Regions from separate parts of the Mus musculus genome. Here regions 2, 3 and 4 are each linked to region 1. A link is a contact called in public promoter capture Hi-C data. All regions are on one chromosome and are shown on one strand. The core of a region is the stretch at or near the end of the contact, and the rest is flanking DNA. Distances in the headings are between cores, read along the strand shown.

What was found. Promoter capture Hi-C pulls out the DNA fragments that hold promoters and counts their contacts.
Region 2: a contact with region 1 is called in a promoter capture Hi-C map of liver, with 4 times the contacts expected there. The contact joins the promoter of Gng7 here to the promoter of Prss57 in region 1. A contact is called at or near these places in 4 of 39 promoter capture datasets (hippocampal neurons, liver and neutrophils) and 1 of 9 other capture datasets (liver).
Region 3: a contact with region 1 is called in a promoter capture Hi-C map of liver, with 3 times the contacts expected there. The contact joins the promoter of Lmnb2 here to the promoter of Prss57 in region 1. A contact is called at or near these places in 6 of 39 promoter capture datasets (fetal liver, hippocampal neurons, liver and 2 more), 1 of 484 Hi-C or Micro-C datasets (CD8 T cells), 1 of 115 datasets of contacts at active chromatin or transcription factors (microglia) and 1 of 9 other capture datasets (liver).
Region 4: a contact with region 1 is called in a promoter capture Hi-C map of pre-B cells, with 3 times the contacts expected there. The contact joins the promoter of Oaz1 here to the promoter of Prss57 in region 1. A contact is called at or near these places in 3 of 39 promoter capture datasets (hippocampal neurons, liver and pre-B cells).

What each region holds. Positions count from the first base shown.
Region 1 is chr10:79,784,284-79,792,046 of GRCm38.p6, reverse strand. Prss57 (protease, serine 57) reads left to right here and starts at 3,062. Exons shown (of 5, transcript NM_001042710.1): 1 at 3,062-3,204; 2 at 4,536-4,689; 3 at 6,148-6,292; 4 at 7,438-7,701. The coding sequence starts at 3,105.
Region 2 is chr10:81,010,087-81,017,849 of GRCm38.p6, reverse strand. Gng7 (guanine nucleotide binding protein (G protein), gamma 7) reads left to right here and starts at 2,925. Exons shown (of 4, transcript NM_010319.3): 1 at 2,925-2,994.
Region 3 is chr10:80,913,076-80,920,838 of GRCm38.p6, reverse strand. Lmnb2 (lamin B2) reads left to right here and starts at 2,594. Exons shown (of 12, transcript NM_010722.5): 1 at 2,594-2,875. The coding sequence starts at 2,621.
Region 4 is chr10:80,822,912-80,830,674 of GRCm38.p6, reverse strand. Oaz1 (ornithine decarboxylase antizyme 1) reads right to left here and starts at 4,019. Exons shown (of 5, transcript NM_008753.4): 1 at 3,770-4,019; 2 at 2,293-2,438; 3 at 2,042-2,214; 4 at 1,879-1,964; 5 at 1,385-1,804. The coding sequence starts at 3,915. The coding sequence ends at 1,671. It overlaps Mir1982 (microRNA 1982), which reads right to left and starts at 1,878; the gene lies at 1,805-1,878.

The sequences.
Region 1 (7,763 bases), core at 1,813-4,312:
TCTGACGCCCTCTTCTGGTGTGTCTGAAGACAGTGACAATGTACTCACATAGGTAAAATAAATAAATCTTTAAAAAAATATTTAAAGAATTATTTATTTTAAAAAGAAGATTTGAAGCGTTTTCTGTGCAAGCAGTGGTCTGTGTTTAATCCCTACCCACATGGTGGCATGCTCAACATGGTGGTAAGCTCAACACTGGGGAAGGGGAGACACAAGCATTCTGGGGTTCCCTGGCCATCCGTCATAGCACAAGGCAAGTTTGAGGCCAGGGAGAGATCCTGCCCTAGAAAATCAGATAGATGGTAAGGAAGGAGAGCTGGGGCTGCTCTCCATGCCCCACTCGCATGTGCTTACACTGCACACAGAACATGCATACAAGCAAAATCAAGTATTAAAAAGTAAGGGATGCTGGAGTTGGGCATGGTGACACATGCCGAGTCTCCCTGACCACAAGTGCCAGGCCCACCTGGGCTACCTAGGGAGACCAATGTGTATGTGTGTATGTATTGATATGTATTTTTAAAGTTATGGGCTGGAGAGATAGCTCAATGGTTAAGAGCACTGGCTGCTCTTCCAGAGGTCCTGAGTTCAAATCCCAGCAACCACATGGTGGCTCACAACCATCTGTAATGGGATATGATGCCCTCTTCTGGTGTGTCTGAAGAGAGCAATAGTGTACTCACCACATATATTAAATAAATAAATAAATAAATCTTAAAAAGAAAAAAGCCCGAAGTGAGCTGATGTGGCTATACAAATCTGTCACCTCAGCACCTGGGAAGTAGAGGATAAAAGTCCCAGGTTATCCTTGGCTACATAGTGAGTTTGGGGGCAACCTGGCTACCTGAGTCCTTGTCTAAGAAAAAGAGAGCCACTTCCAGGAGAGTCGGAGGAAATGGAGAGCCAACGTCCTGGTTGGTGAGCTGGGGGCATGTCTGAGCCTTGCACACCATTCGTCTCTCATTGTCAAAGCCACTGACAGATCTTCACTGGGTCTCTATATACACATAGTGTCTCAAAAACACAAAAATCAGGCAGTGAATAAATAAATAAATAAATTAATTAATATCTCAAAGGGTTCCCAGATGCCCCAGAACGGAGATGGGAGCCCTTCCTGGGTTTCTCAGGCCAGGCCAGGGTCCAGATGGCTGCTGGGAGCTTGGCAGTTGGCAGTTGAGGTGAGTGCAAGATGGTTTCACAACCATTCATCAAAGCAGAAGGAAACAGAGAAGCAACAGGGCTCCTGCGTCTGCAGCCTGAACTTTTCCTGCACTTGCTGTGCGATTTTTTTCCCCCCTGAGACACAGTTTCTCTGTGTAGCCCTGGCTGTCCTGGAACTCACTCTATAGACCTGATTGGCCTTGAACTCACAGAGATCTGCCTGCCTCTGCCTTAGAGCTAGGACTAAAGGCACGCGCCCACCCTGCATCACACACCTTCCCACTCTCTGTCGTCATCCCCGCTGATTTCTCTTTATATCGCTGTCTTCATCTCTGTTTCTGTCTCCCTCTCATTTATTTTATTTGTTATTTTCTGAGTGTTTTTCTGTGTGTATATACCACATGCATGCAGTACCCACAGGAGCCAGAAGTGGGGACAGATCCACTGCCACTATGTGAGTGCTATCAACCAAACCCAGGTCCTTTGGAAGAGTAGCCAGTGCTCTAAACTGCTAAGCCTTCTCCCCAGACCTGCTTTCTGTTTGTTTGTTTGCTTGCTTGCTTGCTTTTTGTTTGGCAAGGACTCACTCTGTAAAACAGGCTGGCTTTAATCTCAGAGACCCATCTGCCAGTGTCTCCAGAGAGCTGGAGTTAAAGGTATGCATCCTCTTCAGGCTTGGCTTTCTTTCTGTCCTTATCTCTGTCTTTGTCTTCCCCTCCCTCTCTGTCTCATTCCACCTTCACCTGTTTCTGTTACTCTCTTATGTTCCTCTGGCCCTGGCTCTCTGGGGTCTCTCCCTCCTTCCCCTCCTGCTCTGTGTCTGGTCACTACTACCTTCCTGAGCCCTGGCTCCCTCAAAGGCCAATGGTGCAGAGCTTCCCCCTGCATCCTCAGTGGGGGATGGAGTGACCCTTTTGGGAGGTTGTTGCTAAGACAACAGTGCCTTCTCCTGCAGGATGCCCTTGCTGACCCTGAGCCCTCTCCCCTTCCTGAGCTGTCTGGGACCACTGTGCACCCTGAGTTCACCCAAGCCCCTCTCTGCTCTTAGGTACCTACCATTTGCATCAGCCCTGGGGTGGGTCCTACAGGCCAACTAGGGCATAGCCTGTAGCAGACTTAATTAAAGCTGCAGCATCTGCTAACAAGCATGGACCAGTACAAGCCCAGCCAGTGTGTGCTCTGGGCTCCATCTCACAACCTAGGGGAAGCTTATGTTCCCACCTTACGTGGGTCCATGGTAGACAACACCTGTGGCCTTAGCACTTGGAGGATAGAGGAGGGAGAGGCAGGCAGGCGTTCAGGGCTATTCTCAGCTGGATAGCTAGTTCAAGAGCGTATTGAATTAGAGGCCAGATAACTGAACTTTCTCTCCCAAAGGTCCCCACCACGAGGAAACCCAAGCCCAGCACATATCCTGATGGGTGGTCTCTGGACTCCAGACCTTAGGGTCACTCTCTGCTATGTCCCCAGTTCTTCCAAGGAAGTATGGTATACAGTAGGACCTCAGTAAAAGCAATAAAGTCAGCCCAACTCAGAGCCCTCCCCAAAGAACTAGCTTTATGGTCCTCACTGACCTCAGGTTCATGATGGGGAAACTGAGGTCAAGGGTCAAGGTGCTTGCTCCTGGGCTACCTGGCTGGGGACAGACAGATAAGCAGAGTTGGTGCTTCCAGGATGACTGTCCCCTGAGAAGGTCTGAATGCGTTCAGTGGCCAGATAATCTAGTAGGAAGGTACAAGGGGAGTTTGAGCTCACAAACCAATCTTGTTTCTAAACTTCTGGGTTTTCATGAGCAGCACAGTTGGAGACAAGAAACAGTAACGTGGCCTCCCCTGATTTCCAGAAGTGCCTGCTCCACCTTCTGACCACAGACCACAGACCCGGAACAACTTTCTGGACTGAACCGTTGGGTGCCTCCTGCACCTGCAGACCTCACCAGAAAGATGCCATCCTCTACAGCTATGGTGCCTGGGACAAGAGGAGGCTGGCACTGTCTGGTGCTGACTACAGCAGCTGCCCTGACCCAGCTCATGTGGCTCCCTGGTGAGAACTCCAAATGGCCATTAGACCCTACCCAAGGTGACCAGGCTCCCACACAGGATGCACGTGTACTCTTGCTCAGGCAGGAGGCTATGGGGTGGGGGTGGGGCAGCCAGTAGGGACTTCAGCCACCTCAGGTACAAGATCGTGGAGACTGGGCTTCCTAGCTTTTGTTTTGTTTTGTTTTTATTTTTGTGTGTATTAGTGTTTTGCCTGTATGTTTGCATGCCTGCAGTACCTGGAGGAACCAGAAGGTGGCATCAGATCCCCTGGAATTTACAGTCGGTTCCAACAATCATGTAGATGCTGGCATTAGAATCTAAGTCCTCAGTAAGACCAGCCAGGGGTTTTAAATAACGAGCCATTTCTCCAAGCCTCCTATTTTTTAAAAATTACATTTATTTATTTTGAGAGAGTACATGTAGATAGTGCTTGTCACAACCAGTGGAAAACTTGCAGGGGTCGATTCTGTCCTTCTACCATAGGGGTTCCTGGGATTAAACTCAGATTGTCAAGCTTGGTAGCATGTGCCTTTGCCTGCTGAACCTATCACAGGCCCAAAAGGTCTCCTAGCCTCAGTCTTTAATTATCTATCTATCTATCTATCTATCCATCCATCCATCCATCCATCCATCCATGTCTGTCTATCTGTTTGCTTTCAAGACAGGGTTTCTCTGTGTAGCCCTGGCTGTACTGGAACTCACTTTGTAGACCAGGCTGGTCTCGAACTCAGAAATCTGCCTGCCTTTGCCTCCCAAGCACTGGGATTAAAGGTGTGCCCCACCACTTGGTCCCCTCTATTTCTCTTAAGTAAAGTGGGTTTCTCGTGGTCCAGGCACCTTGAAATAGCTGGGCAGCTGAAAAGGGAATCACCTTGAATTCCTGATCCTCCTGCCTCCACTTCCAGAGTTCTGAAACAGCAGGCCTGCACTGCTACACCATGCTTATGTGGTGCTGAGGGTGCCTGGGACTGGCTTTGTCTGTCTGTCTCATCTCTGTCTCTGTCTCTGTCTCTGTCTCTGTCTCTGTCTCTGTCTCTGTCTCTGTCTCTGTCTGTCTGTCTGTCTGTCTCTCTCTCTCTCACACACACACACACACTCACTCTTAGGCGAGGTCTCATCATGTAGCCCTGGCTGGCCTGTAACTCTCCATGTAGACCAGGCTGACTCTGAACCCACAGAGATCCTCCTGCCTTTGCTTCCTGGATGCCTCCCTCTAGGTTTGCCCCTTCCTCTCAGCCCAGCCTCCACCCCTACTCCCTGCCAGGGCTGTGCTCCATTGCCCTTGATTTACCTGTCCTGTCCTTGTCTCTCACATTGCCCCACCTCTTCCAGGTTGCTGTGGGTCCTACATTGTTGGAGGCCATGAGGTAACGCCACATTCCCGGCCCTATATGGCCTCTGTGAGCTTCGAGGGCCATCACTACTGTGGAGGCTTCCTGATTCATACCCATTGGGTGGTGTCAGCTGCCCATTGCTTCAGTGACAGGTGACATGCTGGGGCCACTGAGGGATAAACTTAAGGCCATCAGGAAGCCAGGATGTGACACAGACAGGACCAACTCTCTACCCCCACGCCCGGGCACTTCTGGTGATAACAATCAAACATAATAACTATGATCATCTTCGACACAAGCGACATGTGCTACTGTTTGGACTCACATTAACTGTGGGGAGAGCAGCACAGTCCGGGGACTCCAGCTACCCAGAGGCTGGCTCAGGGGGATGGAAAAATGAAGCTCAGTGTTAGCTACAGTCTGGAACCATGTCTCCATAGGCAGACAGACAGACAGTTATAGGATAGTAGTTAAATAGTAGAGGTCTTAACTGGAGTGTGGCTCAGGGATGGAGCCCCGCATAGAATCCCCAAGTGAGAGTCTGGGGGTGTTGCCCATTTGTGGAGCCCTTGCCTAGAACCCTCAGTGAGGGGTGGGGATGGGGTCAGGTAGAGTGCTTGCTCAGTGAGAAGCATGAGGTTTTTAGGGTTGTTTGGTTTTTTTTAAGATTTATTTATTTTAAATTCACTTTTCTTTTTTAAAGATTTATTATTTATCTTATGCACGTGAGTACACTGGAGCTGTCTTCAGACACACCAGAAGAGGGCATCAGATCCCATTACAGATGGCTGTGAGCCACCATGTGGTTGCTGGGAATTGAACTCAGGACCTCTGGAAGAGCAGTCAGTGCTTTTAACCACTGAGCCATCTCTCTAGCCCCTTAAATTCTTTTTTTTTAAAAGATGTATTTTATTTATTTATTTATTTATTTATTTTGGGTTTTCGAGACAGGGTTTCTCTGTGTAGCCCTGGCTGTCCTGGAACTCACTCTGTAGACCAGGCTGGCCTTGAACTCAGAAATCCGCCTGCCTCTGCCTCCCAAGTGCTGGGATTAAAGGGTTGTGCCACCACTGCCTGGCTGTTTATTTATTTTTATGTACATGAGTACACCGCTGCTCTCTTCAGACACACTAGAAGAGGGCCCTGGATCCCATTACAGATGTGTGGTTGCTGGGAATTGAACTCAGGACCTCCAGAAGAGCAGTCAGTGGTCTTAACTGCTGAGTCATCTCTCCAGCCTGGGAGGTTTTTGAGTTTTATACTCAGTGCTACAAAATAGTATTATGGCTGGGCGCAGTGGCGTACGCCTTTAATCCCAGCACTCGGGAGGCAGAGGCAGGCGGATTTCTGAGTTCGAGGCCAGCCTGGTCTACAAACTGAGTTCCAGGACAGCCAGGGCTATACAGAGAAACCCTGTCTCGAAAAAAAAAATAGTATTATGGAATTAAGAATTATAACAAATAAGGTTTATTGTATTCCATTTAAGCTTATTTTTATAACTCTGGAAGTTAATACTGCAAGGACTGGAGGCTGCCTGGAGAGGGTGGGGTTGTATGACCTCATGACTTCAGGGCAGTCTTGGTGACTTTGTTCCTCTTGTTGGCCTGCAGGGACCCCTCCATGGGGCTGGTGGTGCTGGGGGCCCACGCACTGCTCGCCCCAGAGCCCACACAGCAGACATTTAGCATTGCAGCTGCTGTCAGCCATCCTGATTTCCAGCCTGCCACACAGGCCAACGATATCTGCCTGCTAAGGGTGAGCTGGGCTGCAGCAGGGTGATTGGCAGGTCAGGGCTCATCTGATTTCTGAGTTTATTCATTTAATTTACTTGTGGGGCTGGGGATGAACTCTTTCTTTTCTTCCCTTTCCTTTCCTTTTTTTTTTTTTTTTTTTTTTCTTTTCTTTTTGAGACAGGGTCTTGCTATACAGCTCTGGCTATCCTGAAGCACTATATAGACCAGGTTGGACTCAAACTCACAGAGATCTGCCTGCCTTTGCCTCCCCAGTACCACCACAACCAGCCTGGACCCTTTTCTTTCACGCTAGGAAAAGGCTCTGCTATGAGCTCAGGCCTGGGTCTCTGAATCCTGTCATCCATCTGAACTGCCTTAAGCCCTCCATGCTTCCATCTGTCAGAACAAAAGAACCAAAGCCAAGAACCCCTTGGGTTCTGTTTCTCGAGGGTGTGTCTGTCTCAGAGCTGGCCTACAGGAGGTACCTTTGCAAGCCCTCCATGGACTGTGGGCTTCAGGGTGTGGTGGTGAGGTTTTTTTGGTTTTGTTTTTGTATTTTAGGACAAAACAGGAGTGAATGAGGGTTTCCACAGCCAGAGGCTGGGGTTAGGACCCCTTAGAGTCACCTGACCCCCAGTACAAGTGAAGAAACTGAGGCTGGAAAATGGGGAAACTTAGGTAGAAGTGTATCGAGATGTGCCTGGGTCTGGTCATTTTTTCCACACCCTTCAGCTGTGTGGCAGGAGACCCGGCCGAGGCCCCAGGCAGCCACCTGGCAAAGCTACACAGCTAACTGGGTGCACAGGGGTCCCGAGGTGCCTGTTTGCACTGCAGAGTTTCAGAGGCCTCCTGAAGGAAGTGATGTCTAAACTGAGGCTCAATGGGAAGGTACTCCAGCTGGGAAACTCGCAAGGGGGTTGGAATCACCGGTGGGGCCAGGAGCCTTCACCCCAAGGACAAGGGGAGTTATGGAGGGCTGAGAAGCGAGGAGGACTCTGCGAGATGAGGTGGAAGGTAATATCCTTGGTCCATGATGGAGCTGCCTGGTATAGTTGGAGGCAGTGTCTGATGGAGGGTGGACCACATCTGTTACTGATTCTAGACACCATAGGGACACTGAGTCGGGTGTGAGAGTGGGTGGCACTGAATCTAGCATTCTTCCTGCAGTTGAACGGCTCTGCTGTCCTGGGCCCCGCTGTGAGGCTATTACGATTGCCTCGGAGAAATGCTAAGCCACCTGCTGCGGGCACGCGTTGCCATGTATCCGGCTGGGGCTTCGTGTCTGACTTTGAGGAGCCTCCGCCTGGACTGATGGAAGTCGAGGTGCGCATACTGGATCTGAGTGTCTGCAACAGCTCCTGGCAGGGCCAGCTGAATCCTGCCATGCTCTGCACTCACAGTGGGGACCGCCGGCGGCGTGGTTTCTGCTCGGTATGATTCTACATCCCGCTTGCTTGCCATATGGGAAAACCGAGGCACCCAAAAGGGGTCAG
Region 2 (7,763 bases), core at 1,676-4,175, 1.2 Mb before region 1:
GGCTCAAATTGGCCTGAAACTCACAGCAATCCTACTGCCTCGGTTTCCTGACTGCTAAAAGGTTATGTGTGCGTGATTATGGCATACATGATAATATTTATTTATCTGATTGTTTGTTTATTTGTTTATTTTGGGTTTTTTTTTTGAGACAGGGTTTTTCTGTGTAGCCCTGGCTGTCCTGGAACTCACTCTGTAGACCAGGCTGGCCTCAAACTTAGAAATCTGCCTGCCTCTGCCTCCCAAGTGCTGGGATCAAAGGCTTGCGCCACCACTGCCTAGCCATGATGATTTTTTTAAACATTTAAACATTTATTTTTCTGTCTATTTATTTATTGTGTGTATAGGTCAGAGGACAGCACACAGCGGTCTGTGTTCTACCATCATGTGGCTCCTGGGACTCAAATTCAAGTCTTCAAACTTAGCCACAAGTGCCTCTGTACATCAAACTGTTGCTGGCCCAGCTCAATTTTTTTTTTGTTTGTTTGTTTTTAAAAGATGCATACTGGCTTTTAAGACAACAAGAGTCATAGAAACAGGCTGGCTTGTGGCAGCCAAACCTTTAATTCCAGCACTTGGAGGTAAATAGATGGGTGAATCTCTGTGAGTTGGAGGCCAGCCTTGTCTACACAGTGAGTCACTATTTCAAACAAACAAACAAACAAACAGGGCTGGAGAGACAACACGGCAGTAGAGAACACTGACTGCTCATCCAGAGAACTAGGTTTCATTTCCAGCACCCAGTCCCAAGGGATCCAATACCCTCTTCTGGACTCTGCAGACCACTTGCATACACACACACACACACACACACACACACACACACGGTGAGCACACAGACACATGCATGCACAACATCTTTACACACAAAATAAATACGAACAGTTTTGGAAAAAAATAAAACAAAACAATGTAAATCATGGAAATGAAAGAGTCTAGGTAGGTCAGGGTGACAAGGTCTGGACCTAGGGGAAGGGGATGTGCCCAGGGCGGGCAGCTCCAGCGCTCCCCCTGGTGGCCTCTGGGCTCAGTGCGGTCTCCTGAATCTACTTAGACTCAATTGCATGCCACAAAAGGGTAATTTTTGTGGATCTTGTTTTGAATTACATTTGGGAAATTTGTGTGTGTGTGTGTGCACGTGTGCATGTACACACGCTCCAGTATGTGTGTGGTAGTCAGAGGACACAATGGTCTAGCCTTACTGGAGATTAGATTCTCTCAGGCTCTCAGGCTTGGAGGCAGATACTTTTCCTGTTGAGCTACAAACCTCTTAGTGTTTGTATTTATTTATTTATTCATTTATTTATTTATTCATTTATTTATTTATTTATTTAAATTTTATGTGCACGGGTGTTTTGCCTGTGTGCATGTCTGTGTGAAGGTGTCAGATCCCCTGAAACTGGAGACAGTTGTGAGCTGCCATGTGAGTGCTAGGAATTGAACCCAGGTCCTCTGGAAGAACAGCTAGTGCTCTTAACCACTGAGCCGACTCTCCAGCATTAGTTAGTTTTTGAAACAGGGTCTCATGTTGCCTACAATGGCTTCAAACTCACCCATGTAGCCCAAACTGAACTCAAACTTGGGGCAGTCCTCCTGCCTCATCTTCTCAAGTGCTGGAAGATAGCCCAACTCTGCATCTACCAGGTGAACCACAAACAGTAGTAGGGTCTGGGGACAGCCTGGATGGGATGTGCCAGGGAAGAACACTGAAGAAAGGTTCTGGGCTTTCTCTGAATATAAAGTGCAGTGTTTGTGTGTGTTTGTGTGTGTGAGCACACGTGCATGTGTGTGCCTGTCTGTGCATGTCTGTGGTGGGGGCATTCATATGTGTGTGCATGTATGTGTGTGGATGTGTGTGTGGATGATAGCCAGGTTCCTTCAGGAATGACAAGAGTCCAGGGAGCCGAGCCAGTAGATTGTCTGTCACAGAATGTCAGTCCACACCAGAATCCTGAGGTCACCCACCCAGGGGCTGCACTGGTCTTTCCCTGGGATGGCTGTTACCTGCAGGGATGTTCCAGATGTCTCTGAGGTCACCAAGAAAACTTGTAGAGAATGCAGACCCATGGGCTGGGGCTTCCAGCATGAGTCCCTGGTGCCACTGCCCCCACTGGAGAGTCAAAGTCATCCTCTCCTGCATGGTGAGTTCAAGGCCAGCCTGGGCGGTTTACTGTGACCCTGTCTTAAAATATATATATATGGCTGAAGTTATAACCCAAGCCAAGTACTGCAAAAGCCAAAAAAAAACCCAAGTAACAGAGAGAATAGAAAAAACCGGAGATGAACATCAGAATACAGAAATGATAAACAAGCAAATAAAAAATCAGTATTTCCTCACTATCCTGGGTCTCTGCTCGGGATTCAAACTCGTTCCTTGAAAACCACAAGGGAGCTTCCTGTCCCTGGCTCCCATGGGGTTTTTTGACTGGACCTTGCTGTTCTGTTAGATCTGGGCTGAGATGGGGAGTTTGATCGGTGTTTTCTTACTGCTAAAATGATGCTCAGCGGAAGATGAATATTATCACAATATGGGATACAAATGTATGCAAACGTCATAATGAAACTCATTATACCATACAATAAATACACACCAATAAAATAAACTCGAAAATCCAAACAAAACAAAGCCTGACTTAGTACATGCCTAACGTTAAGCAGCTTCTCCTCAGAGAGGCCCCTTTGATTGCACCATTGATTGCCAATCTTTAGACGCATAACCCCGCCCTCCAGCTAGTGAATGGCCCGTGGAGACGCCATTCCTGGGTTTGGCCCGCCCACTCGAGCCCGAAGCCCCGCCCTGCCCCCAAGGCTAAGCCTACCAGACTGTCGGCCCTAGGCTCCTCCTCTGGACCAACCTCCGCCACCTTGGCTTCTGATTGGTCCGAATGCTACAGAGGCTCCGCCCTCATCGCGGGAGACCCCGCCCCATGGAAGAGCCCTCTCTAGGCCCCGCGGTGCGTTCGGCTGTGCGGCTGCTGAGACACTGGCTGGAGGCAGGTGAGCTCCGCATGCTGAAGAGACTCGGGGTGTATCGGGGAGGAGTGGGCTGCCTCAGAGAGGACGGGGGCAGCCCAGAGAAGTGGGGTGAAGTCAGACAAGAGTGGGGTGCAGTCAGAGAGAGTTGGGGTGCAGTCAAAGAGGAGTGGGGTGCAATCAGGGAGGAATGGGTGGCAATCAGTTATGGAGGAGTGGGGTGCAGTCAATTAGGGAGGAGTGGGGTACAGTCATACAAGACTGAGTTTGGTGCAGTCAGATACGTATTGGGTAAGGTGACAGGAGTGTGGTGTAGTCAGGGGAGTGGCGTACAGTCAGGAGAAGTGGGGTACAATAAGGGAGGAGTGAAGTGAAGTCAGACAACAGTGGGATACAGACAGAGAAGAATGGAGTTCAGTCATGGAGAAGAGGGGTGCAGTCAGGGAGGAGTGGGGTGCAGTCAAGGAGGAGTGGGGCACTACCTGTTTGCTGTTTGGTTGCACACAGTACCAACACCTTGGAGACAAAGACATAGAGCAGGGGGAAGGTACCTGTGTGTCCCTCTCAGGGACTCAGGGTACATAGGCTTAGATCTTGGGGTGCACAAGGCTCCAGTGTTGACTGACTGTTTCAGAAACTTCCTGTGGGAGTGTTAGGGGCAATAGTGTTAAGGTGTGTGGGCAGCTCTCCACTGCGGGGGTGGGATGGGGTGGGGGTAGGGGCGAGGTGGGAGAGAGGGTGACGGTGGCTGGCTGGGGGACCTCTTGTTATAGCACTGAAACTGTTGCCAGGTGTCAGGGAACCAGGCACCAAGTTCACCGGTTTGCAGCTGCAGACAGGTCTAGTGCTCTCAGTGGCTTTGGGACTCTGCTTTGATCTGTTAGCTGCTGTCCCTCAGTCCTCAGTCCCCCCTACCTCCTCATGAGGGCAGGGCAGCTAGCCCTGGGTAGGCTCCCTGCAGTATCTGCCAGGGAAGATATGTGTTAAGGCCATTCTGGTGCAAGCTGTCACAGAAAGACTATGAGGAACCCCCCTTGACTCCCACCATCCTGGGGTGCAAATGAGAATCTCTACCCCGGTGGTGGCAGGCGTGCTCTCCCAGTCCTTAGGAAACTGAGGCAGAAAAATGGAAAATTTGAGGCTAGCTTAGGCTACATAGTGAGTTCCAGGACAGCCACGACTGCAGAGTGAGACACTGTCTCAAAAACACCACAGTCAGCTTGCAGTTTAGTGTAAGATTGTCTCTGAACTTGGGTGACTCTGCTGTGCAGGGAACACTGGGTAACATCTAGGGACATGTGTAACTTTCTCAAATCAGGGAGGAGGTCCTGGCATGCAGTGTGGAGCCTAAGACTGCACAGTGCCTTGCAGGGCCCATAGTGTCCCACAGACAATGAACAGGCCCAGTGTCCACAGCCCAGAGGTGTGAAAAACTGCCTGAGATCTATGCAGCCAGGTTGGAAGGATGTGGACTGGGATAGAGCCCGGGGTGGAGAACCTGCCTAGAATCCCCCAGTGAGGCACTAGGGTTGGAAGCCATGTCCATCCTCCTGCCTCAGGCTCTACAGTGCTGGGATTACAAGGTATTTGTTAGGATGCTTAGTTCTTCCAGGTGGCTCGTTCTGTTCTGTTTTTAAGACAAGGTCTCCTGTAGCCCAGGCTACCTCCAACTCTCTCCTGATCCTCCAGTCTCTGTCTTGAGTGGCAGGACAGGTATGGGTCACCACACTTGGCCCTGTGAAGGTTGCTCATACTCCGATTTCTATTGCTTTGCTTTTCTTCCTTCCTTCCTTCCTTCCTTCCTTCCTTCCTTCCTTTCTCTCTTTCTTCCTTTCCTTCATTCCTCCTCCTCTCTTCTTCCTCCTTTGAAGACGGGGTCTCATTGTGTAGCCTAGGCTGGCCTGGAACTCCCCCTGCCTCTGCTTCCTGAGTGAGCTTAATGGAGTGACTTTCACACTCAGTTCTGTGTGACTTTGAAATTGTGAGTGATTGAGCCTGCATCGCCCGCACCCACAGTTTGTTTCGTGAAGGATCTTGGGGGTCCCCTAGTGAGTCCAGTGTGCCCAGGCGAAGAACACTCAGTGGGGCGGCTAATCTTTGTCTCCACAGCACAGACTTGTTTTTTGCTCTGGCACACCAAGTAGTAACAGGAAAACTGCCCCCGCCCGCCAAGGTGTTGTCGCAGGTTTTTAATTTGTGTCTAGAAATAGTGACTGGAATGATGCTCACTGGGTTGGGGACCTGTCCCAGCATGCACCAGGCCCCCGGTGCTGTCCCCAGGACCTCAAGAATATATCATAATCTCAGGAGCAGGTGGATCTCTGTGAGTTTGAGGCCAGCTTGGGCTGCACAGTGAGACCCTGTCACTGTGGGGATTGGTGGAGACCTTGGAACTTTCTAGAAAGAACAGCTACCACAGCCACTGTGGTTGACACAGGCTGAAAGTCCAGACTCTTTTGTTTCCTCTCTGGCTGGTGTGACTATATGACAGCGGCCTGGTAGGTCACCGCTTACTTGCCTTTCTTCCGTGGAAGATTGTCCCACGCCTGAGCCCTTTCATGGCTGACCTGACCCTGGCAATTCCAGGTTCTTGTGACACCAAGGCCAGGAGGGAGGACTTGTTTCTGTTGCCTCCTGTCCCACTCCCACACTGGGAGGCAAAAGCCGCCATTTGTGACTGAGTAGGAGACACCTCAGCCTGCTCCCTATCTCCGCCCCTCATCCCCATGGTCTGGCCGCTTTCTCCCTGGCTCCTGGGAAACCAGTCCTGTCATAGTCTCCTCTGGTGGGGGTTGGTGACAGGGTCCGCGATGGGACATCGGAGAGCCTTCTCAAACGGCTGCCAACTTCTTCCTGAGAACTTGGGAAAGGGGATAATCTGATCGATTTTCATGTTTTAAATTCGGGTCTGATTTGCATATTTTAAAATTCAACATTTTAAGCATAATAATTTAGGGTTTTCCTGAGCTCATCTCCGGGTGCAGCCATGATCCATAGATGACAGGCTAATGCCACGTTCTCCGCCCCGCCCGGCCCCCGCCCGCCCCCGCCCCCGCCCAGCGCCCACAGATGCACTTCCAGACTCTCAGTTCTCCTGATTTGGACATTCCCATCATGGAGTCTCAGGTTGTGCGACCTTATGCCCTGGTCTCTCACTGATCTCTGTGTCCTTCGGTTCCTCAGAGCCTGGCTCTTGTTCACTGTTGTGTGGTATTCCAATGTGTGGGCTGACCATGCCGTATTTACACCATCCATTTGTAGACACCTGGACTGCTTCTGACTTTTTTTTTTCTCTCGAGACAGGGTTTCTCTGTGTAGCCCTGGCTGTTCTGGAATTCACGGTGTAGACCAGGCTGGCCTCGAACTCAGAAATCCGCCTGCCTCTGCCTCCCAAGTGCTGGGATTAAAGGTGTGCGCCACCACCGCCCGGCTGCTTCTGACTTTTGTTGTGAATTGTTGCGTTGAAGTGAGCTTGTCCTGGTCATATTGGCTTACTGTACTGAACTTAGGCTTTCTTCTTTGTTCTTTTTGAGGGCGAAGGTGTGAGTTTATCCATTCTCCTCGGCGGGCCCTTCTCATCCCAAAGCCCCCAAGCTCAGAGCCTGTCCTCTTGCTGGGTCTAGCCGGTTAACAACTGACACACAGATCGCAGATCAGTTTCCTACTCTCACTAGGACCTCGGTGGCCTTCCTGAGAACCCTGACTAACACCCCACTGCCTCTTCCGTGCCCCATCCCCAGCCAAGCAGAGCTTCCCGCTCCTCTTGCTCTCTGCTCTGAGGGCATTCCTTCCTCCCAGCCCAACAAAGGCACCTTGTGAGCCTGCTCTCAACCCCAGGACCCGTGCCAAGTCCCAGATCATGTGATTGGACGGCTGCATGCTTGTGTGGTGTGTGTGTGTGTGTGTGTGTGTATGGGTATGTGTGTGTGTGGTGTGTATGTGGTGTGTTTGTGTGTGTGTGGTGTGTTTGTGTGTGTAGTGTGTGTGTATGTGTATGGGTATGTGTTGTGTGGTGTGCATGTGGTGTGTTTGTGTGTGGTGTGTGTGTGTTTGTGTGTGTGGTGTGTGTGTGTGTGTGGTGTGTGTGTGTGTGGTGTGTTTGTGTTTGGTGTGTGTGTGTGTGTTTGTGTGTGTGTGGTATGTGTGTGATGTGTGTGTGGTGTATATGTGTGGTGTGTGTGTGTAGTGTGTGTGTTGTGCATGTATGTGTGTGGTGTGCATGTGTGTGTGGTGTGTGTGTGTGTGTGTGTATGATGTGTGGTGTGTGTGGTGTGCATGTATGTGTGTGTATGTGTGTGGTATGTGTGTGTGTATGATGTGTGGTGTGTGTGGTGTGTGTGTGGCATGCATGTGTGTGTGGTATGTGTGTGTGTATGATGTGTGGTGTGTGTGATGTGCATGTGTGGGGTGTGTGTGTGTGTGTGCACACCTAAGGGACACACTAGGTATGTGGCATTGACTTGCCTGTCATCCCAGCACTTGGTCTCTGAGGCAGGGGGATCATGAGTTCAGTGTCAGCTTGAACTAGAATGGTAAGACCCTGTCTGAGAACCCAGAAGAGAGAGGCTCCATGGGTCTTGCACCAGCATGAACATTGAATTCAAATCTCAAGAACCTTCCTAATAAGCCATGCATGGCCACGCCACCCGTGACCTCAGCACTGTGAGAGCCAGAGACAGGAGGAGCTTGCTGAAGTCCAGCCTCGCTTTAGGCTCAGTGAGAACGCTTGTCTCAAGGCAAAAAGGTAGAGATAGAGGAAGATACCCAGCATCCTCCGCTGGCCTCCATACGTG
Region 3 (7,763 bases), core at 1,345-3,844, 1.1 Mb before region 1:
AACCACGTGTAATAAGATCTGACACCTTCTGAAGACAGCTACAGTGTACTTATTTATAATAATAAATAAATCTTTGGGCTGGAACTAGCAGGGCCTGAGCCGGTGGGGTTGATCAGAGTGAGCTAGTGGGGCTGACAGGAGGGAACAGAGGTCCTAAAAATTCAATTCTCAACAACTACAGGAAGGCTACAACCATCTATAGAGCTACAGTGTACTCATATACATAAAATACTCATCTTTTTTTAAAAAGACAGAAAGAAAATGGGTAACAGTGTCAGATCCTTTGACACAATGTAGCTTTAGGAAAGACAAATGCTAACCGTAGTGAGTCATTCTTACCTTTCCAGGATGACAGGTCAGGTGTTGTCTAGGGGACAGTAAGTCTGTCTGTATAGATTTAGTGTTATGATATGTGCGGGGAGAAGGCTATTCTGCAAGGAGTGGGTGTGGCACTGGGGAGCAGTCCTCTCCCAGTCATAAAAATTGACTCTCCCAGGTACCTGTTAACATCAAGTTAGAGAAAGGTGGTCCATAGTCTGGCCCTTGACACTTGACACATTGTGGGAGCCAAGCTCTGTTTATTATCCTCCTCTCCCCATTCTGCCCCCTCATGTGTGCGCACATGTCACGGTATTCATGTGAGGGGCTGAGGATCTTTGGCTTCCTATCCCCCTTCCTGTGTACTGTGGTCTAGCTGTCCCCGGACTTTCCTGTCTCTGCTCCCCGTCTCCCCACAGGAGTGCTGACATTACATGCAGGTGCTCTACCACATCCAGCTTCATGTTGGCCTATGTGATTTGGATTGGGTGGGTCTTCTTGCTTGCCCAGGTCTCCATTTTGTTTGTTTGTTTTCTGAGACAGAGCCTCATATAGCCCATATTCCCTCACACCCTTTGTCTTAGTTAGGGTTTTACTGCTGTGAACAGACACCATGACCAAGGCAACTCTTTTTTTTTTTTTTTATCTTACGTATGTGAATATACTGTTGCAGTCTTCAGACACACCAGAAGGGAGTATTGGATCCCATTACAGATGGTAGTGAGCCACCATGTGGTTGCTGGGATTTGAACTCAGGACCTCCGAGTTAAGAGCAGTCAGTGCTCTTAACCACCGAGCCATCTCTCCAGCCCCAAGTCAACTCTTATAAGGACATTTAATTGGGTCTGGCTTACAGATTCAGAGGTTCAGTCCATTATCATTAAGGCAGGAAGCATGGCACCGTCCAGGCAGGCATGGTGCAGGCAGAGCTGAGAGTTCTACATCTTCATCTGAAGGCTGCTAGTGGAAGACTGACTTCGAGGTAGCTAGGGTGAGGGTCTTAGCCCACACCCTCAGTGCCACACCTGCTCCAGCAGGGCCACACCTTCTAATAGTGCCACACACTGGGCCGAGCATATACAAACCATCACACCCTCTGTGTCACGGAGGTTGCCCTTGAGTTCCTGATTCTCTTACCTCCATCTGCCTGGTGCTGAGGTGAGAGCAGGGGGCTCATCCACGGTGCTGGGATAGAAGCCAGGACCTCAGTCAGGCAAACACTCTACACATTGACTCACATTGGTAGCCCTGTGTTTCTGCTATGTTATCCTCAAACTCACCATCCTCCTGCCAGTGCTGGGAAGACAGTAGTGGACATTTGCCTTGTGGCGGCTCTTTTAAAAATTACATTTGTTTACTATGTTCCTGTGTGTGGACACTTTAGCAGAACTTGGCTACTTTGTGGGTTCTTCTTTCTTCCACCCTTTTCTACCCTCTTTCCATCCTTTCAACCCTTAACACTAGATAGGAGGGGGGAAAGGACAGAGAGAAGAGGGGGTGACATTATTGTTAGGCTATTTCCTGTTGATTGGGGGCATTGAGTTCCTTGGAGCAAGTTTGATTTTGCTGTCAGGCTATCTAATTTCTTCTTGTTGTTGTTTCTTCTTTGCACACGACTAGTTAACAAACCGTTACCAACAGAGACCAACCAAAGCCCGTCTTGGGGCCATAACATTTGTATATCTTCTGAAAAGTGTCCATAATTCCTAAGGTCACAATCGCAGAAACTATGTGCAACTGACAAAACCGTGCCTCTGCTAGAGCACGAAGCAAATCATAGTCAGCTGCTGCAGACTATCTGAAGCAGCCCCATATGTGACACCTCTAATTAAAACAAAAACACAAACTCACATATTTCTGTGTTTTTCGAAGAACCCAATTGGAGTCCAGGAGACAATTGTGTGCATTGCTTGTCTTCTCGTATGTAGGGTTCAGCGATCCAAATTCGACCATCAGTTTTGGCAGCAGGTGCCTTTCTACCCTCTGAGGCATCTCACCCACCCTTGCTGTCTTTTTGTTCGATTTGTTCTGCATTTGTTTAATTTATTAATTGATTTCTGTGTGTGCGCTTATGTGGCTTCATGTGTGCATCTGTACACATGTAGAAATCAGAACGCCTCCTCCACCCGCAATCAGGGTAACTGCCAAACCCCGGGTTTTACTGGAAAGCTGGAAACTACATCTCCTGGCATGCCTCGCAAGCTGCCCTGTGGACTACGGCTCCCTGCGTGCTCCGCGCCAAGGAGACTACAAATTCCGGCGCGCTGCGGGCGGCGGCGCCATCTTCCGCGGCGCGGATTGAATGAGCGCGCCGCATTCGGGCAACCGAGGTGATTCTCCCGCCGCCGCCACCTCCGCCATGGCGTCTCTGCCGCCCCACGCGGGGCCCGCCACGCCGCTGTCGCCCACGCGTCTGTCTCGGCTGCAGGAGAAGGAGGAGCTCCGTGAGCTCAACGACCGCCTGGCACACTACATCGACCGTGTCCGCGCGCTGGAGCTGGAGAATGATAGGTTGCTGCTCCGGATCTCCGAGAAGGAGGAGGTGACCACTCGCGAGGTACGTGGGTCGGCACCGGGGACGCGGGGAGCTTGATCCTGGTGATAGGTGAAATGAGCGGAGTCCTGCCCACCCGGGATCCCGGAGACGGTGCATAGAACTAGCTAAGCCCAGCCCACAGGGGACCCGGGGGCTGGTGCACAGCTAGCTGAGTCTTGTTCACTGGGGACTCTGGGGCTGGAATATAAGGGCTAAATACTGCCTACCGGGGACCTCAGTACAGATGCATAACGCTGAAGCCCAGTCCACCGGGGACCCCCAGGGGCAGATGCCGACAGCTAAGTTTTGCTCACCAGGACACCCCAGGGTTGGGTGATAGGCCTGAGCCCTGCCCACCATAGACCCCAGGGACGATTGCAGAGCGCTGAGCGCCGCCCAAGGGGAGGGGAGACACATCTCTTACAGGTGCAAACCGCTAAGCCCCACCCACTGGGGGGACCAGGAACTGGTGCAGGCAGGTAAGTCCCGCCTACCAAAAACCCTAACACAGGTTAAAGTCTGGACGGGGAAGGGGACTAGTGCAGATGGGTCCAAATCCCTCCCATGGGAGGGACTTTAGGGACAAGTGACAGGTGTAAACAATGTTAGTCCCCGCCCCCGAAGCCCCACCCACCCGGGCGCTCTTGAGACAGGTGCTGATGAAGCTAACCTGTGCTCACATGGGGACCCTAAAGGAGACGTGTAGACTGAGGTAAAACTTCAATAAAGCCGGGTCCTAAGGACCTAAGCTTAGCTGAGTGGGATCAGGATGGCTTGTGTGTGTGTGTGTGTGTGTGTGTGTGTGTGTGTGTGTGTGTATGGGTGTGTGTGTGTGTGTGTGGGTGTGTGTGTATGGGTGTGTGTGTGTATGGGTGTGTGTGTGTATGGGTGTGTGTGTATGTGTTTGTGCATGTGGAAGCCAGAGGTCACCTTTGGGTGTTTCCCTCAGTGGTGGCGCACGCTTTTAATCCCAGCACTTGGGAGGCAGAGGCAGGTGGATTTCTGAGTTCGAGGCCAGCATGGTCTACAGAGTGAGTTCCAGGACAGCCAGGGCTACACAGAGAAACCCTGTCTCAAGGACCTTGGGGGACACTTCACATTCCATGAATAGGCAGGAAAGCCCTGCCCACCCAGGGTCATAGGTTTAAAGGACCCTGCCTGATTCCTAAGACACCCCAGAGGTAATGTGCTGAGACTGAGCAAGTCTCCCCAGTTAGGGGCCCATGAGACCCTAGGGGACCCTAAGGAAGTGCTGTCTGGAGGCTGTCCTGGGGAGCTTTGAGGGTCTCTGAGGGAGGAATACCAAGCCTGGCAGACCCAAACCCCTGAGGACCCCAGTGAGGGGTGCTGGGAACCCCTGAGGGAGAGCACCACTCTAGGCAAGACCATCCTTATTCGAGCTGTGGAGATTTGGGGCCCCTGAGGAGAGGTGTTGATCCAGTGTTGATCCCCTTCAGAGGACTCGTGGACTTTTGGGTACCCAGTGTGTAAGGGCGCATTCGGCACAGCCCTGGGAGACCCAGGTGAGAAGGCCATTTGGGGGCTCTCCTGACACTCAGGTTCTAGGGTTTGAGATTGTGAGGGTAATGATTTGGGTGTCACCAATGGACAAGGATAGGAGCTGGGCAGTCTCCACCCACTGTAGGGTCCATGGACATCTTGGGGTACTTCTGCTGAAGGCTTCCAAGGGAAGAGTCCAACAATGAGTGTGTGACTCCTCAGGGACCGGCACAGAGTGGGCCACAGCTTGTTGTGGGACAGGGTGGTTTCACACTGGTACCTGGGGGAGGAGCCATTGGGGCTGCCCCCCCCCCCCCCCCCCCGCAGTGAAAGGCATCTGGAGGGTGTTTGTACCCCACCCTCTTGGGGGAATATGAGGATGGTCTCTAGTCTTTGGTAGGGTAAGACAACTCAAGTCCTTTGAAAGGGGGTGAAGGGTCTTGTTGGGGAGGGGGTGTCAGACAACCGTAGGCTCTTCGTTCTCATAGAACTTTGGATGGGCCCCCGGTGCTCAAGGGCTGTGGGAGTGACGGTCTGAGAAGCCATTCCCTTGTCTTGGAGTTGGCAGGCTGCCTGGGAGGAGGGGTGCTGGAGCCTGGTACCATTTAACCCCAGGGACCATGAAGGTATGGAGGCTTCTTGTGTAAGATCCATAGGGTATCTGGGGACTCAGAGGGGTACTGGCATCTTCAGTACACAGGGCTCTTCCACTGCAACTAGGCTTCATCAGTAGCCTCTCATAGCCTCTCTTCATGGTGCCAAGCCTCAGCTCCTTTGCATGATCCCCACCCCACCACACCCCACCCCCTGTCAGTCCTGGGCCATCAACTGCAGGTGAGACTGAACCTTCACCAATGGCCTTTCATGGCCTCACAGTGCTGAGCTTCAGCTGCTCTGCATGACCCCTTCATGCCTTCAGAATCAGTACCACTGGGTGACTCTTGCACATTACCAAGTCCAGCTGCAGCATACGGTACAACCTTGGCTATCTCTGGCACACAGCTTCTCTGTGCTCTCAGATAACACTTCCCACAAGATGTCACCTCAGTGATGCTGGTCTCTTCTTAATCACTGCTAATGTCTTAGCTCCAGCTAGCCAGCATCAATTGTAGTCCCTTCTATTTTGGACTCTAAAGCCAGAGCCACATGGCCAAAACTGCCGAGTTCTGCTGCTTGCTGGGGCTGAAACATGGCCCTGTGTTCTATTACATCACCAGCTTTCTGTTTTCCAGCCCCTTCACTGCCTAAGCTTGGCCGTTCTGGAACTTGCTCTGTAAACTGACTTTGTACTCAGAGATCTGCATCTCCGGAGCACTGGGATTCAAAGTGGACTTAGTCCACAAAGCCTCGATTTAAGTTTTCCTTCACCTAGAACCCCCTCTGTTCTAGGCTGGCCTTGAACTCAGAGATCTGCGTGTCTTTGCCTGGCTTATATTACCGTGCCTGGACCTAAGCTTAGCTGGGTGGGATCAGGATGGCTGGTGTGTGTGTGTGTGTGTGTGTGTGTGTGTGTGTGTGTGTGTGCATGTGTGTGTGTGTGTGTGCATGCGTGCATGCTCGCATGTGGAAGCCAGAGGTCACCTTTGGGTGTCCCCCTCAGTCATTTTTGTGGTTATTTTCGTTTTTAAAGATGTATTTATTTTATTTATTCAAGACAGGGTTTCTCTGTGTAGCCCTGGCTGACATGGAACTCACTCTGTAGACCAGGCTGGCCTTGAACTCATAGAGATCCACCTGCCTCTGGCTCCTGGGTGCTAGGATTAAAGGCCTGTGCCACCACCACCCTGCTCTTTATAGCCCTTTGTCCCACAGACAGTTGGAGCTTCTGGGCTCTGTGAACATGTGCAATGCCAGCCCTAATGGACACCACCTGTCCATGCAGGTGACGGTGGCAAAGTCCACTTTGGTTTCTCAGATTTGCAAGGCTGGTCAGAACACAGGGCTGATTTGGGACTGAAGTGTGAGCCAGGGCAGCAAGCAGCAGGTGGCAGGCGCATTGCCCTTCCGGGAGCCAGCCTGCCTAGTTTCTCCATCTAGTGTTGTAAGATGTCTGGGGACAGCTGATGGGGTTGTCAGGCAGTACAGGAAGTTGGGGGGGCAGTGACCACAAAGGACAGCATACAGACAGCACCACCTGTCAGCAGTGCCTTCTGGGCGACTTGGCAAGGAGCAGGGACAGGTGTGACTGGGTGTTGCCTGGCAGGGCGGGGCCTGCCTTAAGGGATCACCAGGTCGTCTGCTATCCTGTTGCAGCTGAGACCTGGGGCATTGGCAGGGGCATGTGAGGGAGGCGTTGAAGGTACCACTGAAGGCTAGCTAGGTTGCCAGCTGGTCACACGAGGTGACCTTGCCCTCCTGCCCCGCTTGGGCTTGCGTGCTGGCTCTCAGTTCATTCACTCTCCTTCAGAGCTGGGGCTGAACGTGGCTTCTTATCACAGACTGACCACACTTGGTGTCCATGAGGCCGTGCTGGTGTGTGGGTGGGTGGACGGTGCTGGAGGGCAGCAGAAAGGCTGCCCGTGCACACTGAAGCTGGGATATAAGGTTCCCACATGGAAACGTGACCGACTGCAGCACCTCCTTCCCGGTGTCCTGTTGCTGGGCTGATGTGTCTGGGGGACAGGGAGTCCTGGAGGAGCAAAACTCTCCAACCAAGCTTACGTGTGACACTGGCAAAGGCCACCTCAGATCATCTGAGCCCTGAGGCTCTGGCTAATGTGTGTTGACATGTGTCTGGAGTATCAGGCTGGGCCCTGCAGTAGTGCTACAGAAACCACTGCCAGAAGCCACCTGTCCTTGCTGAGTGGGGCTCACGCTGCCTGCCACCATCCCTACAAGGGGACAGTTTTCTCCACTAGAGGCTGAGGTCTTTGTGACTGAGTAACATGGTGGTGGTGTGGGGCCAAATCCACCTGAGATTACATCACTTTGAGACTGCTTGCTAATAAAGCTTTTTTTTTTTTTTTTTTTTTTTTTTTAAAGATTTATTTATTTATTATATGTAAGTACACTGTAGCTGTCTTCAGACACTCCAGAAGAGGGCGTCAGATCTTGTTACAGATGGTTGTGAGCCACCATGTGGTTGCTGGGATTTGAACTCTAGACCTTTGGAAGAACAGTCGGGTGCTCTTACCCACTGAGCCATCTCACCAGCCCCGCTAATAAAGCTTTATTGGTGATTGCTCTCAGGCCACAAACTACCCACTCTGTTCCAGCCACTTAAAAATATGGAAAGTGCCTTTAATCGAACTCTCAGGAGGCAGAGGATTCCTGTGTATATAGGGCTAGCCCGGTCTACATAACAAATTCTCAGCCTAGCCAGGGCTACATAGTGAGACCCTTTGTCAAAAAAATAAAAATATAGAAGCAATTCTAGACAGGTAGGCTCAGGCAACCGTTGCAGCCGGCC
Region 4 (7,763 bases), core at 2,770-5,269, 1.0 Mb before region 1:
TGGTCCTCAGATTATCCTCAAGCCTTTTCGCTTTGCACAGTGTGACTGTGTAAACCAGGCTAGCATGGAACTCAAGCCCTCTAGGTACTGGGAGAACAGGCATATGGCCTTGTTGGTATTTCTGAGAGAGGCCATGGTGAGGGAACACTGTACACTGGGGAACAGGGAGCATGCATCTGACCTGTCCCACAAAGCTTCAACTATCAGGTCCTTGATTGGTAATATGCCAACCCATCTGGGGTACAACACCCACAATCTCTGATTGGTGTCTCTTACACAGCTGAGTTCCTAAGACCCTGACAGCTGCTTTTGGTGTTGCAGTGTGACCATGTTGACTACAATCTACCAGGATCCCCAGGCAACCGTACATTACTACTAAATTAAAACAAAAAGAGTTGGGGTAGTGAAACATGCCCATCACCCCAGCACTCAGGAGCAGGAAGATCATGAATTCTAGGTCATATTTGACCACAAAGGAAACTAAGGCTACCTGAAAACAAAAGAGGTTGTGTTGCTGTCCCTGCTCAGGTCTCCATGAAGATAGGCAGCTATTTCTGGAATTGGACAGCAGGATGTGTGATCCCACAGTACCCCCATGTGCACAGGAGGGGGAAGATATTCTCAGGTCTGCCTGGCCACTGCAACAGTCTAACCTCGGCCTTCCTACCACCTCCAACACTCCCTACCCAGCTACTTCCACATGCTTCCTATAACCAAGTTCTCCTGGTCTGTCCACTGCTTCCTGTAGCCAAATTCTCCTGGTCTGTCCACTTGTCCCTGAGGTTGTAGGCTCCATGAGACACACAAAGCCTGCACACAGTAGGATCTCAATAGCCTAAAATGACACTACAGTCTTACCTTAGTCCCTTTCTTGGACAGAGCTTATTCTGTGTCCTAGTTTCCCAAACACACCACAGCAATGGAGGTGGAGGGGCTTACACAGCAGCAGCTGTGGGACCTGTCCTATTCCTGAGCACCCCCAGGCCTGCCAGTTTACTGGCCCATCCCCTGGTTCATCCATGCTGGCACTAATCCACTGCAAACACTAATGCCACATCTTAACTCCTATACCCTGTATGCAACCCAGTTCCACTCCTGCACTGCTCCAGTGGGCAAAGCATCCATGTCTATAGCTCAGGTAGCTGAGCACACACAGCCCCTGGCCAGCCTCTCCCCACCCTACCCCCCAAAGGTGATGCTGTTCTACCTCAGCCACTTTCAGCCAGTTGCCTGAGGAGCAGTCACAGACCCCATAGCTTCTCAAATGTCCACAACACCCCAGCCCTACCACCCATTTAAGCATAGACTCAGGAGTGACTGAACCCTCTCTGGGCCATAGCTACCAGGGGCCCAACCTAGACCCAGCAGCAGGACACAAGACACAGCCAATGAACGAGATCACTTTATTGGATTTGAGCCAGGGGAGGTGACACTATTTTTCCAGACTTCAAAGGAGACTGCTATAGCATAGGTCACCTGACCATCTTAAACAGCAATAAAAAAGTAAAATAGAAACCTTTATTTAGAATTAAAGCCAACACTTGAGTGTGACAAACACAGCATTCAGCTCGAAGAAGCACCCCGCTAATGGAGTGAGCGTTTATTCTGCACAATCACGACATGTGGACTAACCCAGGAGAGGGCACAGGGACACTGGGCAGGGCTGGCACCTAGTCCTCCTCACCCGGGTCCTCTCTCTCCAGAGTGTAGACCATGAAGCAAGCGTCGGGTCTCTTGGGGACAAGGGGATGCCCGGGTCTCACAATCTCAAAGCCAAGAAAGCTGAAGGTTCGGAGTAGGGCGGCTGTGGGAGAACATAGGGTGAGAGGTTGGGGTGCCAGAACTCCCCTCCCCAGGACCCTCCCAAGCAATACCAACCTCTGTCCTCACGGTTCTTGGGGAAGCAGATGAAAACGTGGTCAGCCTGGAGTTGCTCCTCTGCGAACTCTAGGAGAGCTGCAAAACTGAATGAAGCATGGAGTCATTAGCCACCTGTGCCCAGGCCCCAAATCCCCTACAGCCCTAAGGGGAAGTGGCCTACCTGTCCTTACTGCCCTCAGGCAGAGGTCCAGCTGGGAGCTCGATGTAGAGGCCACCACCACTCCACACCGCCCTCCAGGTGACCTGCTTGGCCTCCGTGAGCGTGGACTGGATGCTCAGGACCCTGGTCTTGTCGTTAGACGTCGGCTCCTCTGTCACATTCAGCCGCTCGTCCTAGGGGAGCAGGGTTGTCAGGTTGGCCAGCTTACTTTGCCAGTGCCAGGCACCCCCGGGCTCTCCACAGGTACTCACGGAGTACAGGATGCTAGCTGAAAGACTGTGATCCCGCTGACTGTTCCCTCGCCCACCTGGGATCTTCAGGGGTGGGTGAGGGACATCAGGAGCACCACCGAGGCCCCGGACCCAGGTTACTACAGCAATTAAGGGCAACCCTAGAACTGCAGGAAACAATGCTCAGGTGGCAGCAGCGGCAATAATTAAGTGCCCGGGCTTCCCACTCAAGAGCCATTGACAACAGTCAACCCGAGTCACTGCCCCTCACCTGTGTGACTCTGCCCCTTTTGTAGCAAGACAGGCCTCACAGGCAGTGTCATCTCAGCACTGTGGCCCATCCCACTCCATGCTGCCAATCCTCCCTTCACACCAGGTCACTCGCTCCTTCCTACCCTCTGGTCAGCAGCTACCAGTGACCCCAAAGTTCTACCTCACTAACTACTCATGCTCTAGAGTCAGACAACCCCAAGTCTCCTCTCTTCCCTACTGCCACTCTATAGGTGTCTGCACAGCCTATATCCAAAGTTCCTACCACCTATATCGACGCCCTTCCCAAACCAGTCCCCATTCTGAACCCTTCAAGTGATACCCTCCATCCCACCCACTGCAGACTTTTAACTGCCAAGTGGACCAGGGATTAAGGTCACCTCACATCATACTCACCACACCACACCACCTCCATGTCCTCCAACATAGCTCTGTGAGCCCCCAAGCCTGACCACTTCCAAGGTCCTAATTCTGACCCAAATCCCTCCAAAGTATTAGAGCCCTCAACACGCAATCACTAAATCCAACCTAAACCTCATCCCAGCTTCCCCACCTGTGACTTCCTAAACCGACACAAGCTTCTTTCTCAACACCCCAAATCTGATCCCATACTCTCCCACCAAGAAATGAGTCCTCAACATGTACCCAAGAATATAATAGGATTCCTCCCCAACAGCACCCAAAATCCCAGTATTCTGCAAAGAACTCCAAACACCGGGACGAGCCCCACCTCTACATAGCATACGATTTATTACCCAAACGCCCTACAGGTAACCACAAACACTTCGCCACCTGACATTAGAACTAGCTCACATATCCGAGAGGCAGACCCCAAATTCGAGTCTCCAATCTCTTCTCAGATCCCTCCCCAAATCTTAGGCTCAACTCACAACCCCCGAATCCGATTCGAACCCAAAATCGAATCCTACATTTTCGCGAAATGTTCCCGGTCCTCCAATCAAACCAAACCCTATTCCTCAACCTGAGACTCCCTAATTCCACTCGAATCCCAAATCCGAGTCCGCGACCCGCTCCACAGGCCCCGCCCCGCCCCGCCCCGCCCCCTGCGCGATTGTGGCCGCCACAAAGGGGCGGATCTCGCGCTGCCGAGACTTATCTGGCGCCGGAGGCCGACCCCGCTCCGGGCCTGCGCGTCCTGCGCTGCCCTCTGGGGCCTACGCGGACGCTGTTTCTGGAAGGTTCGCGGCGGCGGGGGCAGGGCTCTCACCTCTCGCTGCTGCAGCCGCCGCGGCTGTGCTGACTAAGAAGCGGCATGGTGCGGCTGGCGTGAAGCGTGGCGCTGCGTTTGTCCCCTTCCTTCTCTCTGGCGAAGCAGTGGCTGTTGAGGATCCGCTGCAGGGAGGATTTCACCATCCGGCCGCTGGGGTCCGAAACCAGCAAAAACCTCCGCTGCACTTCCCGCGCCGCCGCCGCTGCTCGCCGTTCGCAAAATGGCGCCGGCGCCGACGCCCACTTTTATATGCGTCGTCACGGCAGGCCACGCCCCCACACGCAGGCGTAAACGCAGCAGTGTGAGGCGACGGAGGAACGGGGTGGGGCCACAGTGGCAGCCCAAGGAAAAACCAAATGCGTCCCACCTACTCCGGCTTCTGATTGGCGAGAGTAAAAAGACAGACAGAAGGTTTCCGTTGATGATTAGTTGGCGATAGGAGAATCCCGGCCCCGCGTGTTTGCGTCACTCTGTGGGAGGGAAGACAGAAAAGCCAGACGCGTCCCGCCCCTACAAGGCTCTGATCGGTCAATGTAGAAAAACGGACGTATTGGCCCCTTTGAGGATTGGTTGGAGTTCTGACAAGCCCGCCCTCGAGGCTTTATGACGTGAGGCGGAGGCGGGGCTTCTGTAGTCGCCTCCAGGACGTAAACCCCCATCTAGCCCAGGCCTCAAGGCTAGGACTCTGCGCCTCCTCTAGTACCTGTGGCCCTTCAGTTTTGTCATCTGTCATCCTTTCCATCTTAACCATTATGGTCCCACTCATGGGACGCCCCGCTCCGGGAAGACTGTCAGGACATAACTGTCAAGGGTACCTGAGGCTGACCTAGGCGGTTTGCTTGGTGCCCATCCCCCACGCGGCAAAATTATTCTAATGACCTTGTAATAATGGGTAATAGATTGGGACTCTTTGTTTTAAAAGCAACTTGCTATTTAAAAGAAAATCTGTCAAAAGTTAAGTATCCCAATCTAGAGAAGTATTTTATGTCAAATTGGAATTTAAACAACTTTTCTCATAGACTCAGCTTGAAGGTTTCCTTCATCCCAACCCCCCCTCCCCCGCCGCCGCCGCTTTTTTGTTGTTGTATTTTGATTTTTGTTTTTTGAGACAGGGTTTCTCTGTTTGCCTGCCTCTGCCTCCCAAGTGCTGGGATCAAAGGCGTGCGCCATCACTGCCCTGCTTACAATTTATTCTTAAAGAATTTCGTATTCTTTTTCTCTTTATGGGTTTTTTGTTGTTGTTGTTTTGTTTTGTTTTGTATGTTTTGTTTTTGAGACAGGGCTTTTCTGTGTAGCCCTGGATGTCCTGGAACTTACTCTATAAACTAAGCTACCCTCAAACTCAGAGATCTGCCTGACTCTGCCAGCTGAGTGTTGGGATTAAAGGCCTGTGGCACCACACCCTGCTCTTTCTCTCTCTCTCTCTCTCTCTCTCTCTCTCTCTCTCTCTCTCTCTCTCTCTCTCTCTCTCTCTCTCTCTCTCTCTCTCAAGATTTACTTATTTTATTTATATGAGTACACTGTTGTTGTTTCTGGTCTTCAGACACAGACCAGAAGAGGGTGTGAGATCCCATTATAGATGGTTGTGAGCCACCACGTGGTTGCTGGAAATTGAACTCAGGACCTTTGGAAGAGCAGTCAGTACTCTTAATCTCTGAGCCATCTCTCCAGCCCCCTCTAATTCTCTTTTTTTGTGAGCAAACTACAGTGTGATACAAAGATCAGAATTCAGTAAAAATCTATCTATGGTTGTGATAAAAGCCACTCAACCTAGCTGAGGCAGGAGGATTGCTGGAAGTTCCAAGTAATCATGGACTGCCAAAAAATCCCTTGTCTTGATAAACAGATGTCCCTGTGGTGGTGGCACAAGTCTTTAATCTCAGCACTCTGGAGACAGGGCACGTGGATCTCTTCTGAGTTCCAGGCCAGTATGGTCTTAGAGGGTAAGTTCTAAGACAGTCAGGGCTTAACAGAGAAACCCTGTCTCAAAAAACAAACACACAAAACAAAACTGGCTGTTTTTCCAAACGATCTAGATTCTATTCCCATCCACATGATGATTCATTACCACCAGGAACTCCAAATCTGAGGGTCAGGAGCCCCTTCAGACATCTGTGGGACCTGTGTTGTTCTGTGCTGTTTTGTTTCTGAGACAAGGTTTCTCTGGCGGTTAATCCTGTGTCTTTTGAGACTAAAATTGATCAAACACTGCCTATTCCAACGTCAGTTTGACTTAAGCACCATCTTTCACTTCCAGGTTAAAATCAGAAATAGTTTCATTTTTGGAATACAATTTCAGTGTGAGAAGCAAACGGAGAATTCTTGCTGTTGAGTGGGCACAGATCCTGAGTGGAGACTACACCTCTGCCCTTGCCAGCTCACAGCCTCCTGTAACTCTAGCTCCAAGGAACCAACGCCCTTTTCTAGCCTCTGCAGGCACCAGGCAGGCTCCGATTGGCTCGAGTAGGCTACATTGGTCAGAGTAGACCCTGTCTTTGGACAATGGGAAACAATGTTAGATCTTTCCACGTGAGGGCTGGTGAGACGGCTGAGTGGGTAAAGGTGCTTTCAAACAAGGGTGGAAAGCAGACCTTGATTGCAGGAACCCAGAGAGTGGGAGGAGAGAACTGAGCCCTGACTGTTGCCCTCTGACCGCCACACTTGTGCACACAAACAACAAAAACATAAAATGTAACAAAATAAGAAACTCAACCAGAATCCCATCAGTTAGTTTAAGGTTTCTGTGTTGGTGTTGGGGGCAGGAACCTCTGCTGAAATTGGCAACAGAAAGTTGAGAAAAGAGGAAACATTTACCGGAAATAGGGCTGCTCTCCCTCTCCTCAGAATTTGTTTTCATAAGCACAGTGCCCCAGTTTGCAGGCACTCTCTCCTGCAGCAGGGAGTTTGGGTCCAAGCTCTCAAGATCCCCCAGCTTATGTGCTGCAGGGCTTGGAGCCCAGGGTTTGAGAACTCTAGAAGAGACTTTCATCCCAGCACACTCCACTTCACCTCACTGGGGATTATAGGTGGAGGCTCCACTGTTGTTGTAGATTTTTTTAATTAATTAATTAATTAATTAATTAATTTTTGGTTTTCCGAGACAGGGTTTCTCTGTATAGCCCTGGCTGTCCTGGAACTCACTCTGTAGACCAGGTTGGCCTCTACCTCAGAAATTCCTCTGCCTCTGCCTCATGAGTGCTGGGATTAAAGGTGTGGGCCACCACGCCTGGAGTAGATTTTTAAAAACTTACTTTTTTTTAAAATTAGGTATTTTCTTCATTTACATTTCAAATGCTATCCCAAAAGTCCATCAGACTCACCCCCCTAAAACTTACTTTTAATAAGGGTTCTTACATATTTTAACATCTCTTCTAGCATACCACCCACTAGAGGGAGTGGAAAAGAAAGGTTATTAGGACAAGGGAGGGAAGACCTGTTTAGAAATAGAAATAATTCTTTGCACACCTTTAATCCCAGCACATGGGAGGCAGAAGCAGGCTGATTTCTGAGTTCAAGGCCAGCCTGGTCTACAGAGTGAATTCTAGGATAACCAGGGCTACACAGAAAAGAAAAAAAAAAAGAAGAAGAAAAGAAAAGAAGGGCTGGTGAGATGGCTCAGCAGGTAAGAGCACTGACTGCTCTTCCAAAGGTCTCCAGTTCAAATCCCAGCAATCACATAGTGGCTCACAACCACCCATAATGAGATCTGCCACCCTCTTCTGGTGGGTCTAAAAACAGCTACAGTGTATTTATGTATAATAAATAAATAAATCAACCAGGCGGTGGTGGCGCAGGCCTTTAATCCCAGAATTTGGGAGTCAGAGGCAGGCGGATTTCTGAGTTCAAGGCCAGCCTGGTCTACAAAGTGAGTTCCAGGACAGCCAGGGCTACACAGAGAAACCCTGTCTTGAAAAGAAAGAAAGAAAAAAAGAAAGAGAGAGAGAGAGAGAGAGAGAAGGAAAGAAGGAAAGAAAGAAAGAAAGAGAGAGAG